Regions from separate parts of the Zea mays genome. Here region 2 is linked to region 1. A link is a contact called in public Hi-C data. All regions are on one chromosome and are shown on one strand. Each heading gives the region's core, a stretch centred on a gene start, on an enhancer-like site or on the middle of the called end of the contact. The rest is flanking DNA. Distances are from core to core; before and after follow the strand shown. Region 1 holds the start of LOC100501764. Region 2 holds the start of LOC100286312 (arginine N-methyltransferase 2).

Evidence for each region. A called contact is a pair of places that touch in the nucleus more often than the background predicts.
Region 2: a contact with region 1 is called in a Hi-C map of ear, with 1.8 times the contacts expected there. The contact joins the promoter of LOC100286312 here to the promoter of LOC100501764 in region 1. A contact is called at or near these places in 2 of 25 Hi-C or Micro-C datasets (ear and tassel).

The regions. Positions count from the first base shown.
Region 1 is chr5:6,347,995-6,355,308 of Zm-B73-REFERENCE-NAM-5.0, reverse strand. It overlaps LOC100501764, which reads left to right and starts at 5,864. Exons shown (of 1, transcript NM_001196426.2): 1 at 5,864-7,314. The coding sequence starts at 6,092.
Region 2 is chr5:6,880,550-6,887,828 of Zm-B73-REFERENCE-NAM-5.0, reverse strand. LOC100286312 (arginine N-methyltransferase 2) reads right to left here and starts at 4,118. Exons shown (of 2, transcript NM_001159199.1): 1 at 3,050-4,118. The coding sequence starts at 3,722.

The DNA of each region.
Region 1 (7,314 bases), core at 4,615-7,114:
TCTTGACTCACAACATTTAAGAACAAGTGACCAACAATAATATTGAGCTGGTGCTACCACGATTTACCCTCCGCGTTACCACATCGTGCAAAAAAAAAGTGTAAAGCAACCACTCAAATCCACAATCCTTTACTCAAAACATTTGATGTAACCAACAGAAAACACATAACTTAGTGTTTATAAATAAAAAAATAATTATATTTGAATAAGTATCTCAATACCTATTTATCTTCTATACTATTATATTAAAAATCTAATATGGGCATCTGGTGCTACCACAGCTTCACCCTCAAAGCCACGCGTCCTGACTGGTTCTCCCGTCCCTCTCTTAGCTATTGCCCCGTGGACACGATGACACTCTAGGTTGTCTGACTAGTTCGCCCGCTCCTCTCTCTACTGCCCTGCGGATCCTAGCGCTCACGCAGCCAGATACTGCGTCTGCTCACCGCGCAAAAAAATGCAGAGCGAGCACTTGAACCTGCACCCCAGCTCTAGAAATTTGGGGCTAACCACCAGACTATACATATCTTAGTGTTTAAAAAACAATAATTATATTTAAATAAATATTTTAAACTTATTTATATGATATATAAAATCCGTAGTAAAGCACAGATATCTGACTAGTATATTCTTTAATTTAGTATGGAAACGACATGTGTTTTATTTTATTAGGTCAAATGAATCATAAACACATATTACATATGTTGACTTAATTCAGAGGCGTCGAGGTCTTCAAACTCGTCGTGGCGTGTTGTGGCTATAGCCAAGATGTGCCCGTGCTATGTAGATGTGCTTGTTTTTTGCCACTTAGATCAGTTAATGGAAGAGGAAATGATTGATTCAGTAGAGGTGTAATCAACTTATAAAGTACAAATAGTGGACGATATGTTACAGTGATTACTCCAGCATATGATCGCCCCTCGCTACTAAGTCGTGTTGCATCGGAGTCCTCATTCCAATCATCTACACACAGTGTTAGGAAAACATGCCTGTATCTACAACACCTGCTCGGATGCACTTATGGTCAGGTTTTCGACAAGTGTCGCAGTGACTGTTCGCTGATCAAATCAAAATATTATCTTGTTCCTCTTCTTTATAGTGGATGATTGATCTCCTCGGTGTCCATGTTAATTGTGATCAGCAATTTGAGCAACACACCATGTTGACTTGTGCGAATGGATCCACCAAGACCTTGAGCATGTAATCCTTGACATGGTATAAATTTAACCCTGGATTTATTAAATCCAGTATGTTTTTTGCTATGACCAGTACATATATATTTTTTGTATGTGATTGCTAAGTTTGTGAACAGTAATATTTCACATGCACGTGTCATCATAAATACGGTATCGTGTTTCTAGATTAAATTGAGGTAAAAATGTCTAAATTCCTAATATTCTTAAAACTTAATACTAGACCACTTTTTTTGTTAGTAGTTTTATGTTGTGTTAGAAGCCAAGTGAATCTAATGGGGCTTTTTAAGAGAGATGACGTGGTAAGGCTAGCTCCAACAAGACTCTCTAAAGGGTCCTGTACCCTAAATTTAGAGAACGAGGACGTCCTCTACTCCCTCCAGCAACGTCCTCTAAACGGTCCTCTAAATTTAGAGAACGCTGCTGGATCCTCTATATGTAGAGTTTCTCTAAACGGTTCTCTATCTATTTGAATACTGTAAACAACCGGTTTAATAAAACTAAAATATGTACAATATATTTGAGAGTATGACAAATACGTATGTACAAAAATTAAAAAATTAAAAAAATGTTTAATATAGGTATTTACATATAGAGGATATGATTTAGAGGACGTTGTTGGAGAGAAAGTAGATATAGGAGATGGAATCTTTTAGAGAAGACTGTAAAGGACAGATATAGAGTATGCATATAGAGGACGTTGCTGGAGACAGTCTAAGATGATAACCGCTATCAAATTGAGCACGAAGGCTCCCAAAGTTTTTTTTTTTAAAAAAAACTTAAACAAAATAATTGTATTTCACGCGATCTGGAAATCTGGCAATTCAAATGGAACGAAGGCCTGCTTCCACATGGCGCAGCTCTGGCCAGCCGGTACTTTATTGTGAGCCGTTAGGCCTTCTTTTGTTTTGTATATTGGACCAGTCATTTATGCTGAATTAGCCCAAATACAGCCCATATGTGAACCTCTCATCTTATTCTCTCTGTTATACAGGATAGCATAAAAAAATGTGGCTAAGGCTATAGAAAGTGTGAGCAAGTCAATTTTTGTGGAGTTTCATAGAGACATGGCACGAGGGCATTATTTGGGCTCCAAGTGTGTAGAGGCTGCAGCTACAGACTCCATACGTGCTTGCCCTGAAAGAAGTGTAAGCTTTTAATTGTTTTGCATCAAAGGGTAAAAGAGGCAGGAACAGGGAAGCTCTGCCTGAAGACAAGCTAGCTTGAGCTACCGCTCCTACCGGAAGCACCTAAGCAGAGAATAAATTTGAGCTAAGCTAGCATGTAGCCATGTACCATAGCGGATATGTAAATCAGAGAAGTGCCATTTTAGCGAAAGCCGCAGTTGCAGCTGTACCAGCATGGCAGCATGTATGGATACCACATACCAATACAGTCTTATCTCCAATTGGAGCTGGTCCTGCCTTCAAAAGCTATATACGGTTTAGGTGTACACGCTTTCGCGGTTTGGCCTTTGGCCAAAAGCCTTCCCTTAGCTGTGACAAAGGGGCTTCAAGAGGAAAACAGCATCATGGCATTGGCATGGGCCAGTTGTGAGATAGATTTGGCTTTTGACCCTTTCCTCCTTTTTTTTCTCCCCAACTCTTTGCTGCTCGGTGGAGAGAGAGAGACAGAGAGAAAACCAGACTGTTCCACACAACATTTTCATCACCTGTTCACGTCCAAAAAAAAATCTAATTTTTTATTTGCATCAGATGGTAGACTGAACACCGTCTATAATTGAGATGTGACCTGTGAGCTTGTGTGGTATCAAGAGGAACCAGTCTAATAAACACATTCTTCTAGAAATAAAGCTACTGTATGCTGAATCATGGACCTCATGCCGCGCTTTAAATTAGTGCCATGGACGCTGCTCCACATGGAGAAAAAGACAAAAAATAAATAAATAAATAAGGGAGAGATCGCCATCCATGGGCATTGACCTAAATTAGTTCAATAATCTTCCGTCGTTTTTTTAAGGATAGAGATACTGTCGCATTGGTGGGCTTTTGTCCGTCCAATAATGTTGCGTCGACCGGGTCATCGCGCGCATGATTGGGTTTTAATAAAGTCAGAGCACTTATGCAGTCAGTTTAGTGGTACGCATAAATTACTGTTTAGGCAGTCAGTTTCGACTCATCAGCTGCTGCTGTTGTATATGGGGAGGGGGAAAAGAAGTCTGTGCAGGTATTCTGGCTGCTTAGAATTATAAATTGGAACCGATGGAGTATTAATTAGTTCATGTAGTGTTGTGTTATGGAAACCCTTTTTCTTTTCACCCCCAGAATCTGCTGTGCGCATGTGTGTTTGCTGATTGCTGGAAACTGGAGGGAGCTATGAGTTGTGCAGGTGAAGGACTGATGATGCCTGAACAGCGAGGAGCGTCATGCACAGCACAGCACAGCAAGCAAGGAGCTTGCAAGGCGTCGTGAACATGGCCGCACAGAGGAAGCCAAGGGCCACACACACGCAGTTTCTACGAAAAAAAAAGTATCTCCAGCCAGCAGGACAGGCTCTCTGCTCTAGTCTATTATTATTATTCACATCGCAGCTCCGATGGCGGCACGGCGTCACCCGGATTTCAGGTTGACATTGGACCAGTCGAGAGTTTTATCTGCGTAATTAAACACCGCCATCGCGCTTATTACGCAACGCAGCAAAGAGTCCTCGGCCTAATCAGAAAGAGTAGTTACTGAAACCAAGCCTCGTCGGCACCTGGTGCGGTTTCTTTTATCCCTAGTGGTTCATGGTTACGCTACCACCACTAGCAGCAGGTTTATCGGTAACCGTGGTCAAATTCCCAAACGAGGACCCCCCATGTCTGAGCTAGCTGACATTCGGCAAGAGTTTGGGCCAAACTACTTTTATTACTTGTACGGGCGGTGTATCAATAATTTACACTTGATCTGCACCGCCAAAAGTGTGGTTTGGATGCTTGTACATAAAGCTGACGGCCATGCTGCAGCAGCAGAACCCAACTCGGGCCGGGGTGGTTCTGTTCATTTGTTGCCATTGCAAGAACCACAGCATGGCCTTGAATTGAAGGGTTTTAAACTACACTCTCTTCCCCACCCTCCCCCCACAAGCTACTCCACTTGGGACTGCTACGCGATGGTAGCTAGCTTCAGCCCTCCCTCTCGCGTACTTGCTGGGCTGCCAATGTACGTGTGCTGCAGGGCGTTTCTGCTACGACTTGTTTATATCTATCGCAGTGCTAGCCGTCAGTTAAGCACTGATGATCCCTGGACGACATGGACGCCGGCCAACTGTCAGGAAAGTGACTCCAGGATGAGAAACACCAGCTCGCTTCATCGTTCGGGCAAACCTGTCTTCCACATCTCTTGAAAGCTGGGAGCAGGACTAGCGATTCTGAGATTAGTTGGGCATGGCGAGCTGGCGATCATGTGTTAATTTGTGGGCTGCAATGCCCTCTCTGTGCATTATTATTCAGTTTCGTTGGCATATCATCCATAGCGCGCGGTACGGTACCGTGGGGGAGAAAAGAAAAGCAGTAGTTGGCTGGGCATCATTAGGTTTGGAAAAACAAAACATGTAGGATTAGGACTTGGGAGTTCCTAAATTGCGACAAGAATCAGGTCGGGTCCCATTTTGATGCAGCGTTGAAGAAGCTCTTTTTTTGTGTGTGCTGAGGTTGGACTTTTCTGAGCCATGGCCAATTGAACGTACATGAAAAACCAGTCATTTCAGATCAGAAGCTGGAATCCCGGCCCCAAGGAGAATATCTTTACTTTCCTCGGGACAAAGTCAATGCACATGACCCATCCCGTTTCCACTCCCATCTTCTCCGACAAACCAAAACTTTCAGCGTAACACAATGTTCAACCCCAAGGTGTAAACACGTATAGTGAGAAGAATAGAAAAAAAATCAAATGACTATGTTTTCTGCTTGAAAAATAGTAGAAAAATGTCATGTAAGACAAAATGAGGCACTCTCCGTACTAAAAATAATTAACGCTAAATTTAAAATAAGCCACACTTTATAAAAATAATAATATCTACATTTGTACCTTGAAAATCTATTTGTTATAAAGATATATTCAATATATCCGGTGAAATAAATATAACGTCTTGAACTATCTTCAGTAGACTCTCTATCTCACTCTTTATTTATTTTAAATTTCACTTTATAAATAATGTAAAATAATATTTTATACGGTAGTTGGTCTTATAGATTTAGTTAATTATAAATTTCCAGAAGGCGAGATTTATTTTAATTTAAAAGTTGTCACCGGCTCACCGCCACCGGACAAGGAGGTTTCTTAAGGACTCTAGTGCAAGCAGTAATTAATGAGTTCACCAGCAATGCAAATCTGCCACAGCTCATTTATCTCCAAAGATTGTTTGATTCAGTACAGATTGCATTTTCGAGCGAAAGGCAAATCTGGGATATCTGTACATTAGTTTTTTTTTCCGTAGATGAGATCGAAATCTATCTACCGATGAAGCAAAATCCAAAATACAGCCAAACAATTTTGTGGAGTCGCCATTAAATGCTTGGATTGGGACCCCCTGCTTTTAATTCCGTGCAGACGAGTTGGTGTGCTCCAATAACTCCCTTCCGCTTCCTCCTCCTCCTCCTCGTCTGTCCTCTCTCTCTCCCCTTCGGCCCTTGCTTCCTCTTCCTTTCACTCCTCCGCCTGTCCCCTTCTCTCTCTGCTCTGTTCCTTGATCCAGATTCCGCAGCGGTGAGGGCACCCAGCCCGATCGTCCGTCTCCGTCGATCCCTCGAAGCCCTAGGAGAGACCCTTGTCCGCGTCGAATTCGATCGCGGGCTGATTTGATCCCGAGAATTCGCGAGGGGGCCATCGGCGGCGGTGGGGAATCGGATGTTGTAGGAAAGGTCCCGGATTTCTGCGCGGGCAGGCGGGCGGGCGGCCATGCATCTGAAACTGTGGAAGCCGCTGTCCCACTGCGCCGCGCTGCTCCTGGACAAGAAGAACCGTCCGCCGCGGACGCCGCCGGCGGGAGCGGGCGCGGGGTCCGGCGGCGGGCGACGGCTGCAGGAGAGCAAGCTGCGGGAGGCGCTGGAGGAGGCGTCCGAGGACGGGTCCCTCGCCAAGTCCCGCGACGTGGCGCTCCTCGATGGAGGGGACGGCGGTGCGGAGGAGGGGTCCGTGGGGCGGTCGCGGTCGCTGGCGCGGCTCCACGCGCAGAGGGACTTCCTGCGCGCGACGGCGTTGGCCGCGGAGCGCGCGTTCCAGTCGCCGGACGCGCTCCCTGTGCTGGAGGAGGCGCTCGCCAAGTTCCTCGTCATGTACCCCAACTACGCGTCCGCGTCGGACGTGGACCGCCTCCGCGCCGACGAGTACCCGCACCTGGACAAGGTATGCCTCGACTACTGCGGCTTTGGCCTCTTCTCCTACCTCCAAAGCTGCAACCCTGCGGACTCGTCAGCGGCGTTCACGCTCTCGGAGATCACCGCCAACCTCAGCAACCATGCGCTCTACGGCGCCGCCGAGAAGGGCACCGCGGAGCACGACATCAAGAACCGCATCATGGATTACCTCAACATCCCCGAGTCCGAGTACTGTCTCGTCTTCACGGTCAGCCGCGGCTCGGCCTTCCGGCTCCTCGCCGAGTGCTACCCCTTCGGCACCAACAAGCGCCTGCTCACCATGTTCGACCACGAGTCCCAGTCCGTGAACTGGATGACGCAGGTCGCGCGTGACAAGGGAGCCAAGGCATACTCCGCCTGGTTCAAGTGGCCCACGCTCAAGATCTGCACCACGGAGCTCCGGAAGCTGATCTCCACCAAGAAGCGGCGGCGCAAGGACTCCGCCACTGGCCTCTTCGTGTTCCCTGTGCAGTCGAGGGTGACGGGGGCAAAGTACTCGTACCAGTGGATGGCATTGGCTCAGCAGAACCACTGGCATGTCCTGCTTGATGCTGGGGCTCTGGGGCCTAAGGACATGGACTCGCTGGGGCTGTCTCTGTTCCGGCCAGACTTCATCATAACTTCATTTTACAGGGTGTTTGGGGCTGACCCAACGGGCTTTGGATGCTTGCTGATCAAGAAGTCGGTAATGGCTTGCTTGCAGAGCCCAAGCGGCGGGACGGGGGCAGGGCTAGTGCGGATTGTGCCGGTCTTCCCACAGTATCT
Region 2 (7,279 bases), core at 2,869-5,368, 530 kb before region 1:
CTTAAACAAATAAATCACTGTATGACACTTGAAGAAAGGATTAAAAAAAAGGGTGAAGACAAAGGGTCTTGCTTATAAGGAACCCATGGGTGTTGGCAGGTTGTGTTGTTTGGTAGGGAGAAATGTTGGTCCAGGTGCTTGTGCTCTTAATATAAGAAGAGAAACGAGGAAAAAGGAGGACAGAGAGACATGGACAGAGAAAAGTAATATAAATAGACAGATTTACAGGTTTTGTTTTCACAGTTTCCCGTTGCACGTTGACTAAAATGTATACGTATCACATTTGGTTAAAAGTATTGCAGTGTCCTCTAAGTTCCTATGTTTTCTCAACTACCAATTCAAACACAATTCCTCCACCTTTTTTCTGCATTTCCTACTACATTCCTCTGGGGCTATGACTTTGCAGCGTGTTTTTATTCTTTCTCACATCTATATATTCTAAAGAGGCCTTATGGCCTAAATACTTACCAACTACTTTTCTTATTTGGAATAGCACAACAACCACCACCACCATTATGCCAAAAAAAGTTACTTCGGTGGATGAAGAAAGATGCCCCCAAAAAAAAGAGTAAGATATTACTAACATAAACGAAGGCTGAGCTTTAAATAAGTTCCACCAAATGAAAACACTAGCTCTGTGCATACTGTTGCAAATTACTCCACCTGATTGAAGCTCAACAAGGTTTCCAAGTGCCACATAAAGCCATGAAATGGCTGTTTGCAACATAATACTCATGTGGTAAACTGGTAAGCAGTTCTACAGACGCCTGTAAATATGTTCAACGTAAACATAAATTCAAAAACTGTCTAGACGCACACTTTTCCTGACAAAAGGTCCAAAATTACCTACTCTGAAAGCTTTAGAAGCACTAACTTGAAAACTTTGAATATACTCCCTCCAGTCAATAATACCTGATGTTTCTGAGATTCTGGAAAAGTGCAACAGTACTTGTCACTGGAAAAAATTGGCCGAATTAAACGCATCATATCCACTAATGCCCCTGCTCACCCCATTAATTAGGGGGTTTAGTGAAAAAAAACCAAGAGACGTCACGAAGAGCCCTTCTCTACACGACTTTCTATATATATTCTCTTCACTACATTTATGATGTAGGGGCTCTTGATTGTATTATGCAGTCTATTAACTGTTTCCTATACTTGAAAAACTGAACCAAGGGCTCTGGGTTGTACATGGTCTAACCTGGCAACAATAACCTGGCAACAATAACAGAGGCACCCACCATGAGTTCCATGTTGTCTCATGCCGTCGATACCACCATCTCCTGGCTGGCAGTGGCAGTCCCTGTCCTCCAAACATGCTCCTCACAGTATCCTCAGGTACAGTACAGCTCGGAATGAGCAGTAGTTGGCTAGCAGCCAGTGTGCTTCAGGCAAAGATTGCCTGGATGAGGCCGTTTGTGGAGACACAGCTGAATATTGTAGCCCACAAGGTCATGTTCACGTCTCAGGTGCAAGCTTACTGGTGGAAGCCCTTATCTTGAACATCCCACACTCCATACATTCATCTTTCTTCCTCTCCTTTCAGATCTGAGGTCCAGTCATGATGGAGGTTCGAGCTTCAGTGAGGGCACCAATGCAGGTCAAGGGGTTCTTAACGGTGGTGTAGCATGCTGTACTCTGATGGATTAGATGAGAAACATGAGAGTCATCCAAACACGATCCATTTGATCTCAGCAATTCACTTTCTCAAATCAATGTTCGATTGCCATCCCTTTTGGCTGAGCATAACACTATCAGCGGAGGAAGTGAACACCGGGAACCAGGGACATTAGCTAAAGACAAATTAGCTAAGCGAGGTTGGAAAGGTTGTTTAAAATGCAGCTTTTGTAATCAAAATGTGTCTATTCAACATCTGTTATTTGATTGTTACCTTACTAGAAATATTTAGAGAATTATTTACTTTGCCATAAATATAGAGAATCGAACAATATTAATTATATAATTGGGTCCTGGATTGCTAACAAGGGAACAACACAAAGAAAAAAACTCCTAATTGAAGTGGCGGCAATGTTTTGGTCTATTTGACTTTGTCGCAATGATGTTGTCTTTACTTTTAAACCAAAATCATCAATTATGCAGGTTCTTTTCAGGGCAACATGATGGCTCAGATTCTGGAGATTGTTGCAGAAAGAACAATCTCAACACGAAGTCCTTGCGGTATGTCGATATTTAGAGGTGGTCCAACGCTAGATTAGAGGGAGCTTGATTTGTTGATGTTTTCCTTCTGAGTATGTTTATGATGGATGGTTGTCTTTTTTTCGATTTGTAAGGCCATATGCAAGAGATTGCAAAAGGCTAGAACATTTTGTTTCCATAATCTAAAAAAAATAGTGGATGAGGTCACTGGGCAGTGGGCACAGTACTGGTGGAGCCATGCCGGTGGATGGCAAGCACAGCGATGTGGAAAGCAGCATTCAACGGCAAAGAACAGGGAGAGTAATTGAGGAACGGTCAGACGAACAGGGTACACTGATTTATTGCTTTCTCGTCAGCAATTAGCAGGGGTAGAGCAGTAAATTTACTACTTACTTTATCAATCCTGTCATCTAATATCGACGACCAAAGGGAGTACTATTGTAGTTCTCTTAAGCCTGCCAGCAATTTTCTTTCCTTCAGCTGTTGCCCGACTTTCCTCATGCTCCTGAATTCCTGCCAACCTATGGAAACTTCACCTGATACATACTCGAGAAATTTTGTGACCTTCAGCTTTTGCCCAACTTCTCCATACTCTCGAATCCCTACCAGGGGACCACAAGGATAATGCAACCTATGGAAATTTCACCCGGAGCATACTCCCAACAATTTTCCGTCCTTCAGCTTTGCACAACTTCCCCATACTCTAGAATACCTATATAGGGCATGCCAAGGATAATGCAATGCAACCTATGAAAATCTCACTTGAGACACACACCTACAACTAGGACATTGAACAACAGAAAACTTACCCTCAGACAATAAAGCGTTGCAACATTGATGACCAAACATGGCAACAATAAACGAATAAGCAAAGGTAAAAGCTATAGTATACCGTCATAAGATCCGAGCTGCGGCATCACGTCCTGCCATCGCCCGAACACGATCCTGACGTTCTTCTTGTCGCCCCATCCGAGCTTGAGCATCCGCTCGTACACCTCCGGGTGGGCCTCGACAATGGTGTGCTCCTCGGGCCCGTACCTCTGTATCGCTTCGTCCACGAGCCCCATGCCGAACCCCACGTTGAGCACCTTGCCGCCGCCTTGGCACACCGCCCGCGCGTGCGCCTCCATCAGCGGCCGCTCCCACGCCATCATCACCGCCTTGCTCTCCGCGTCCATCACCCTCTCCTCGCTGAACGAGACCCTGGATTCGAGGTAGCTCTCGGCCGGGGGACCGTTCGCGGGGGCCGCTTGCCGCCGCGCGACGGTGCCCAGGACGAGCTCGGAGCGGATGGCGTGGTCGAGGAGGAGGTCGTAGGTGTCGGGGTCGGAGGCTAGGTCCCCTGCCGAGAGGCCCGAGGGGGAGAGCGCGTTCCAGGGCGCACCGCAGTCGAGGAGGAGGCGCGCAACGGCGGCGTGCCCCCCCGCGGACGCGTGCATCAGCGGCGTCAAGCCGTCGGCATCGAAGTGGGTCGCGTCAGCTCCTGAAGCAAGGAGTTTAGCGACTTCGCCCTCTTCACCGGACTTCGCCGCCGCGCAGAGCAGCTCCTCCGGCGCCGCCGCCATTTTTTTGGGTGGAGCAGTGGAGTCAGTGAGTCACCCTTTTTTTTCTCTGAGGTTTTAGCTCGCGAGCGTTGGGCCTTATGATTTCTCCATTGAACCTATGTCGGCCCAGTCAGTGCACCAGGGTTAAAGCCCTTATGCCCCTGCCTTGACTAGTTATGGCCCAGTTCGTCGAGGTCACTCCACGAAAGGGACCGGATCGCACTCGCACAATCGCACATGTTCCTCTCTTTGATTTGGCGGTAGCTGCGTAACGTCGCTCAGTCGCCGCCGATCAGCTTAGCAACGCTCGTGAGCTAATTGGTGCCGGATGAGAAATTGGTGACTTCCACTTCCACCACACCTGGTTGAAGGCACGCAAGGTGTTTGTTGATAGCCTCTAGATGTCTAATTAAATTTATCTATAATAAACTAGTACTGTATAAACTATAAAGGAAGAGGAGAATGCAGTAGCTAGTCGTAACTTAAGACCCAAGACAAGATAAATTGCGGACAAAGTCACCGTGGTGTCTTGAGGTAGTGTGCTGGCATCTACGTTAGGTTCTGCATGCGTCGGTGGCCAGCACAGTAGGGGCGTTAGAGTCTACCACTCTCCAGCAACTTTCGCATAACCTCCTACTATTTCAAACTCGAATATCTAAATGGTGTATACTCTATACCATACATATACACAGTCTGTTGGAGACAGCCTTAGGAGATTCAGTCATTCGGGTGCTGGATCAGAGATCGAGTCCTTAGGAATTATGTTGGCTAGACTTAGCGAAAGAAGGAAGCTTGCTGGCCCTAGCCGTGTTTAATATAACACCTGTGACTTGTGACCGAGGGCCACAACTAAAATTATAGAGTTATGCTCCCAATTAGAGCGCAGTTTATTTAGGGTATTGTCGAGCTCGACCACCTTGGAACGAGCCAGAGAACATACATAATATTATCTCTTTGTTCTCTACACTACCGGAATCGACGGCTTTGCCGAGTGCCTGAAGCACTCGGTAAAGCCTTAAAAACACTCGGCTCGACAAAGAGGGCTCGGCACACAGTGCATCGGCAAAGCCTTCTTTGCTGAGTATTTTTTTCTCGGGCACTCGGCAAAGTGGTTTGCCGAGTGCCAGAGAACACTCGGCAAAGAAAAGCAGCCGTTACAGCGCCGGTTGACGGAGACGGCGTCTTTGTCGAGTGTCCCAGGTAACACTCGATAAAGACGACTCCTTTGCCGAGTGTTTTTTAATACACTCGGCAAAGAATTTACCTCTTTGCTGAGTGTCTACTACCTACACTCGGCAAAGAATCCGCCAGAGGGGTCCCCATGTCAGGTACTTTACCGATAGTTTAGTATGGCACTCGGCAAAGCGTGCTTCTTTGCCGAGTGCCAGAGCCATTACACTCGGCAAAGAACCTATACTGGTGCCCAGGTCTTGGTTCTTTGCCGAGTGTTATGGTCCTGACACTCGGCAAAGCACCTCTTTGCCGAGTGTACTCGGCAAAGTGACCAGTACACACCTTTTTTATTTGTTTTCTCTATTTCATCCAAACAAACAAAAGATATTCACAGATATCACATATATACATCACAGATCATCACAGACATATATAGCCAACACAAACAGTATTAACACAAATTCTGACATAAGTATTCAACATAAGTTGAGAGGTTATCAACACAAACAGTATTAACAGAAGTTCAGAAGTATCAACACAAGTTCACAAGCTCTTACAAGTATCCAACATAAGTTTTGTGTTCGAAATACTGAAAACATAACTCTCATGGAGGTGGGCGGTTCGACTGGTGCTGCGTTGGGCTAAACCCTTCATGAGGGTTGTTAGATGCCGCCCCAGATTGGTCCTGCACAGAGAAGAGATTGCATGTGTTATACCAGATGCATTACCAACATGTAACTACAATTTTGATACTCACAAGAGTTTGGAACAGAGCAGGGTCAACTGCAGGGAACAATGGAGGTGGTGGAGCGAAACCCTATACGGCGCCAAGCATGTACTGGAACATCTCCGCCATCCTCTGATCAGCCGCTGCCCGCTCCGTCATTATCCTCGCCTCCATCTCTTAACGTTCCCTCCTCTCTTCTTCTAGTTGGGTCTGTAATATTACAAGCCAACGTTATAGTAACTCAAAGAGAAGGTATATAACTTAAGGAAGGATGAGTTACAGAAGCACTAACCTCGAGTTGTTGTATGCGATGCTGTGAGCTATCGTGCCGAGGTCGTATGGCTGGACTCGAGCCCATGCTCCTTGCTCGCACCTGAGATAGAGTGGGAGTGGAGGACGAGTCGATTGCCCCGTCGGCAATCCAGTACCGTCTATGTCTCTTGCCTCCTTCGACCCTCATGAGCACATCGAGGTCGATCGGCTCGGTGCTCGGATCATAATCTGGGCCATGGACCTCCTGCGCCATGGCGGTGTAGTCATGAAGGCGGTTGTAGACAGTGGGGTTGGTGTAGGCCTCGAGCCCGTCATCCGGGTTGTAGGTGACGTCGGACGTCGCCTTGCCCTTATGAGCCATAGCATAGGCCGAGAAGGTGGAGCAAGGCCGGCCACCATGTGACGCCGACTGCAAGAAAACCAACGAGATAGTTAGAAATAGTATCTAATCCAGTGCTATATACCTAAATAAAAAAGAGGGCGTACCCATGCTTCGGCATATTGGCCCAGGCTCCACCCGCCTTGGTGGTGGAAGGGACCTTGCATCATCATATGTCGTTCCCGACTAGCGTTGTGCGCCTCGTCCCACTCAGCCGAACACCACCTATCCACCATCTGCTCCCAGCACAGAGGATGTGCGATGCACCAATGTGGAATCATCTACAAAGTAAACACGTAAAGTGCATATCAGGAGATAAAATAAAATTCATGCATGGAGTACTGGTACCAAACATGCATGACTTTACATGCGGGTACTGGTCCCTGGTCAACGACATGGTTCGGACTTGCTGCTTGGTCACCTTCTCTCCAAGGATGGAGCCGTGGTAGGTGATGATGGCCTGGATTCGGGCCTCATAGTGCATGTCCACGACGAGCTTCTTACAGCTCGTGGTGGCCACCATATCCGCCCTAGCCTCGTATCCAGCCTCGCATATGAAGAAATCCTGTATACAAAAACGATGTATCCATACATTATTTCAAAAATTTGCAACGAATGTGACATATTTTACATTATACTAAGACTTACCCACAGCTCTTGCTTCACCCGCTCTGCCTTGTTATTGAATTCTCGGCTGTCCCGGTCTACTACATCGGGGGCGACGACATAGTGGTCGAAGGTGTAGGCTGGGCCCGTCACTCCAACGTACTCAACCACTCCAGAGAAGTGTTCCCTGCACAGCAGGCCGAGGATGCTATTGGGGGGCAACGATGACCCCCAGCATAATCCACAACCGTCCAAGACCTGTCCAAGTGATAAATAAAAAGTATTAGTTTATATTATAATTTTGAACACATAATATGAACAAGAATGAAGAACATAAAGTTACATACCTCTCCCCATCCGGCCGAATCAGCGGTCGCCTGTCCTGAAGTATGGGACACTGAGGGAGACTCGCGGGACCTC